Linked DNA regions of Mus musculus: region 2 is linked to region 1. The links are chromatin contacts, called in public promoter capture Hi-C maps. All regions are on one chromosome and are shown on one strand. The core of a region is the stretch at or near the end of the contact, and the rest is flanking DNA. Distances in the headings are between cores, read along the strand shown. Region 1 holds the start of Dkc1 (dyskeratosis congenita 1, dyskerin). Region 2 holds the start of Tbl1x (transducin (beta)-like 1 X-linked).

Region 1 (2,712 bases), core at 107-2,606:
TGTGATTTCTGAAACCCAGGTCACTCAACTTTAGGAAGATCAAGTTGAATCCAAATATTTTAACAAAACCATGGGTCTGCTGATGGAGTAAGGCAGAGAAATTCAGGGTCAATAGCTCACCATTTAGCATGCCATGCATGTTAGAAAATTTCTCTGGGAGTTGTATGATTTCAGGTTTTTGCCCGTTCTACATAATGACCACTAAGTACTAGCATATTGATTGAGAATATTTAAAAGCACTTTCCCCCTTTAATGTGCTGTTTACTAAATTATCTCAATCAGTCGAAGCAAAGTAAATTTCTACTCACGGCAACATCATCTTCTTGTAATGGCTTCCGGTCTTTTTTCTTCTTATGCTTCTTTGGGAATGTAATTACTACAAGAAACAAACTCAATATTTGAAGATTTTGAAAACTAAAACCAAAGTTTAAAATTAACTCTAAAATCGGGACAAAGAAAACATTTTAAAGTCTGACATTACTGGAGAGAACTTACGTTTGTGAGGCCAAACACTAGGATGGCTTGGCTGGTAAATGACTCTAGCACGTGTTGGCTTCCCTTCGGGTTCTCCACGTGGCTGTGGCAAGGCCAAATATTACTTAGGGAAGCACTTGTCCACAGGCTGGAAAGTTTCACAAACGAACACTGCACTGTCCATAGGGGCTTGTGATCTCTTAAAGTTTTTCTTGTAGGTCTGAGTTACACTTGCTTCCAACTCCTCTGTTCCTTTCCTTCCTAACCCTTGCTCTGCACCTTTGCTACCCTCATTTCCATAATGTCCTGCCTAGTGCCAGCAGAAATGCTACCGCGTCTCCTTATCACGACACAGTCGCCTCCACGGCTGATGCCTTTGGGAGGGGACCCTGGTAGAATCTTTTGCACGAAGCCAGGATCTAATGAAGCCTAGTCACTGGTCACGAATGCGTGCATTCACAGGTAGAGCCAGAGCCGAGTGGTGAGACAGCCAAACTGCGAGCGGGAACACGGGGAACCGCGGGTCACGATGCAATCTCACTATAACTAGCTCCGGGTCGTGTAGGAGGCCCCACAGGTCTCATGGCACTGCCACCAGAACCTCTTACCTTCTGCATCCGCCATCTTGAACTGCACCGCGTGCGTCCCGCCCAAGCCGCCACAAACTAAGAACTGTAGACTCCTATGGTGTGAGACCCGTCCGGGCACGTCATTAGGACCCGCCCACCGTTGCACCGCCCCTAGCTTGCTGATATAAAAAAGGGACGTAGAGAAGAGGAGGAGGAGGAGGAGGACAGGACGGGGTACGGGGGCAGGAATCTCTACGAACCCGCGGACTGTCTACTCAATCCCATTGGCTGATTCGGCCACGGAGGTGTGACCGCACATGCGCCTGGAAGCTCCCCCTCACTCCTCCCCACCCCAACCCCACACTGCCAACCCTTGGCAGAGCGCCTTGGAACCTTGGCCAGGCTTCTGCAGTAACAGACTACAGCGGGTGGGCTGTACTGTACCCTCCTCCAGTCTAGCTTCAGCTTCAGCACTTGGACATCCTTCTTAGCGCGCTATAAATAGCTGGTTTTAACTCAAACAGACATTTTTTTGCTTGCTATCATGTCAGTTTCAATTGAAAAAGACATTGAGGTACACAGTGTCAAAGTGAAAGCTGTTTACTCCTTGAAATTCCTATTAAGTTATGGCTGTATTGGCCAATAGGAATTGAGTGCAAGCCTCGTGTAAACTTTTAAATTTTCTAGCAGCTACATCAAACTAAAAAGGTTGAAAGTGATTCTGGTAGTTAATTTTACATAACCCTGCGGATCTGGCATGTTATTTTAATACGGAAGCAATATGCAGCAGTGTGTAATGTTTTGCTTTTTTCTGTATGAAGTTTTTTTCCAGTGTGTTTCACACTTAACCTGTACACTTAAGTTCGAATTCCACAGCCTGGACATCAAGTGCAGAGCTCTAGTGGCTGAGATAATGTAACAGCCAGAAAGTAACAGCTCTAGGATTGAGCCCTGACTTTTGTCGGGTAGAGTCTTCTGGCTGTTAATCCGAGCTACTGCCTTTGAGATAAGATCTCTGGAATATCCTCCTTCACCCTGTTTCCTATTCTACCTCTGTAGATTCTTTTGGCTTTCTGGATTCATAACCCATATCTAGTGAATTTGATAGATCATTAGTTATCTTCATTGTAGATGGAATCATTTGCCAATAGTTTTCCAGTTAGTTGTTGCTGACAAAAAAAAAAAAAATAGTATTCTTTTTCTTCTGATCTACAATGCTAAAATCAGATTTTTTCAGTTTTTTTTTCTGTTTTTTTTTTCTTTTTTACTATGACTTACAATGGGTTTTTATGTCTTTATGGAATTCATTTTGCTAATAGTGGTAATGATCAGAATTGACTATTAACAGATAAGACCCTTAGAATTAAATGTTATTTTATAATGCTCCAGTGATAATTAATAGGGTGAGTAAATCTGAAGTACTCATTTGCCATTTGTCCAGTGCCTTCATCTTTGTCCTGTATCTCTATGCTCAAATCTTTTTGGAGAGATTTTGCTTTCGGAGAGTTCCAGAACCCGTGGATTTTTCTTCACTCTTACTTCTCTAACCATCATTATAATGTCTCTATTTCTCCAGTAGCTTCCTGAAGTCCCAACTTTTTCTACTTTCCCTAGATTGTCTTAATAAGCAGCCTGAAAGTATCATTAAACTTAGGTCCTGTTTATGCTT
Region 2 (2,795 bases), core at 8-2,507, 2.4 Mb before region 1:
CTGGGGGGGGGGGGGAGTAGGACAAAGCACTCACTCCTCCTCCTGTATTCTTGTGTCCTCTTTTAAGTTAAACCAGGGACTAGCTCAGAGAAAAACACTAGTCAGGTCAAGGCACACACACCAAAGCAGAACAGAAACAAACACTTGCACTAGCAGTATGGCTTAGGTTTTGGTTAGGGGGAGGGGAGCTGTTTTAGGTTTTGCCCCACAACACTTGGTCAGAAAGAAACAAGCCGACCCTAACTGCGGAATTTACAGTGCGGAGGCCTCTGAGAACGCCAGACGCTGGGGGAAAAAAAAAAAGAAAAAGAAAAAAAGAGAGAGAGAGGGAAAAAAAAAAGCCCCAAGCTCCTGATTGCTCACTGGTCACGCACGTGAAGCCCAGGCCCCATCCAGCACCAGCGGGCCTGTAGTCTCCTCCTAAAGTTGTCACAAAACCCGAAGATCACCGACGTTCAAAGGCGCACCCCTCCTACATAAACTCCTGCTCCCAGCACCCTTCTCTACGTAAGGGAAATTCCTAAGACGAGGATGTGGGTGAGTGCAGATCTGGAGAACCCCTCCCCAGCCCCAAAGCAACAGGTTTACACCCTCCCCAGGCCGTACTGGGCGGTCCCTCTCCCTCACCTAGCCAGAGGAGCCGCCCTCCGTCGTTGTCACCCCCCCACACACACCCTGGTCCCCGAGACCAGGCCTGGGAGTAGGTATGGGGAGGGGGCTCCCGGACTTCCCTGACAGTTTGCGCCTCGGAAACTGATCACAAACGGGCCAGCCACTATCCCCCGCGCGCCGCCGCGCGTCCACCGTGTTCCGGGAGCGCCGGCCCGCGCCTCGAGGATGAATGAGGCTCCCCTCCCCCACAAGGGGATCCCGCGCGGCCCCCAAGTCCCAGGGCGACGCGGGTCAGCCCAGCCAACCCCCTCTGGAGCCTCAGACAAAGAGATGCTGGGACGAACTGCAGAGCGTCCCTAAACTTGCCTTTCCCTCTCCCCAAAACAAAGGCGCACCCAGGCCTTTCCCGCCCCCCGCGCGCGCGGCCACTTCGGGGAGCGGCCGCCCCAGAGGTATTGTTCGGCGTGCAGGGAGCGCGCCCAACCTGGGGTTGGGGGGGCACACGGGAACTTGCCCCTCCTGAAGCTTCAGGGCCCGCGATTGGGGTCACCACCGCGCCCCTCGGCCCGAGAAGTTTGAGCCCCTGCCCGGCGTGTACTCACCTCGCCGCGAGCCGTGCAACTTGTGGCCGCGCACTCAGCGTACTGGCGGGTCCACCGTCACCAACCCCGGGCCGCGCGGAGGCCGACGAGGGCCAAGCGCCCCGGAGCAGCCGCGCGCTACCCCTGGCCCGCCACCTAGTCCACGAGAAGAGCTAGCGCTGGAAAGTTTCGGTGGCGAATGGCGGCCGGAGGGCGCTGCAGCGGCGGCGGGGCGGGGGCGCTGGCGGCTTGTCGCTCCCGAGCGTCGAGACTGGGGGGGGCTGGGCTGGGAGCGGCGGCGGCGGGAGAGGGCGGGACGGCGGGAGGGACCGACACGGCCAGTGACCTCCGCTGGGAGCGGACGCGAGCAAGCCTACCCAGGCTGGGAGACGTGCCAAGAGGGTCGACAGCGCGCCGCCCTCCCCAGACACCTGGAAGAGGCTCTCTACAGCCCTGCCCTCCCCCACCGCGTGCCCGCCGGCCCCTCCCCGAGCTCCTTGGGGGGGCAGCGTCCCCACGCGGCAGCCCCTCCCCCCAGTAAGGGCTAGGACGCCAGGCCCGCCCTTCCCCGGACCAAGTCCAGACCCAGCCCCCCGGGGGCAGGGAAAAGACTTACATCTCGGCACAGTTCTTCACCCTAAAGCCTCCCCACCCCCACCTCTCCCCGCCCCAAGCCCAAGGTGGAGGAGGGAAGCCTGAGCATTGCCCTCTGGGCCCCAACCAGGCCCCTACCAGGCTCAGAGAGGAATGAGGGGGGAACAGGGCCCCTACACGGATACTCAATCCCACACCCCTCACGCCAAGGTGGCTCGGGAGGAGGGGGGATGGGAACAAGGGCCACCCTGAAGATTTAAAGAGGGAATGGTAACCCAAGCCACTGAAAGTGTTACCCTCCCCCACCTCAAAAGATGAAGCCGCCCAGCTAGCCTAGAAGGTTCTCGTGTAACACCATCTCCAAGCGCATCTTCTTCAAAATTAACGACATAAAGCATCCCCCTCCCCAGTTGCCTTTACGCCCACCGCAAAAATTGAGGACTCGGGCGCAGCCATGACCTTTGCAAAACACCTCTCGGCCAATAGTCAGAAATGCATAGGGGAGACGCTTTAACACAAGACTAAGGCACAAATAAGCTGGGACTATGGAGGACTATGTTAGGGTACTGGGGCCCTCAAATCTGTAAATCCCCACCCCCAGGCCTGAAACCGCAGGCGCTGGCAAAGTGTTTTCTGTTGCCAAGGCTGGTAAGGCCCAGCCCTGGCGCTTCCTCTCTTCCACATCGGTGACGATTTCCCCCCATACTCCCGCCTTTAATTCAATTAAATAAATATTCGGCCCTCCTCCTCAGCACCTTTGGTGTCTGCCTTGCTGAGTATTTTTAAAATCAATTTGCCCCTCCCTTAGGCTTCTAATGAGCTCGGTGCTAAGCGCCCAGTAACACTCCGCAATTTAAACCCTAACCTCACTTGCTCCTTCCTTGAACACTAGGCATTTGTTGCTCTGGTAGTTGGGGGTGGAGGGGAGAACCTGGGGCGAGTTTTTAAGGGGCCGGTTCTCCATCAAAAAGGCGGACCTCAAATTTACCTTGCAAAATATTTCTACGA

Evidence for each region. Promoter capture Hi-C pulls out the DNA fragments that hold promoters and counts their contacts.
Region 2: a promoter capture Hi-C map of pre-B cells shows a contact between it and region 1. The contact joins the promoter of Tbl1x here to the promoter of Dkc1 in region 1. A contact is called at or near these places in 1 of 39 promoter capture datasets (pre-B cells) and 1 of 115 datasets of contacts at active chromatin or transcription factors (astrocytes).

Annotation. Positions count from the first base shown.
Region 1 is chrX:75,094,498-75,097,209 of GRCm38.p6, reverse strand. Dkc1 (dyskeratosis congenita 1, dyskerin) reads right to left here and starts at 1,356. Exons shown (of 15, transcript NM_001030307.2): 1 at 1,083-1,356; 2 at 309-376. The coding sequence starts at 1,098.
Region 2 is chrX:77,509,689-77,512,483 of GRCm38.p6, reverse strand. Tbl1x (transducin (beta)-like 1 X-linked) reads right to left here and starts at 1,257. Exons shown (of 16, transcript NM_020601.2): 1 at 1,215-1,257.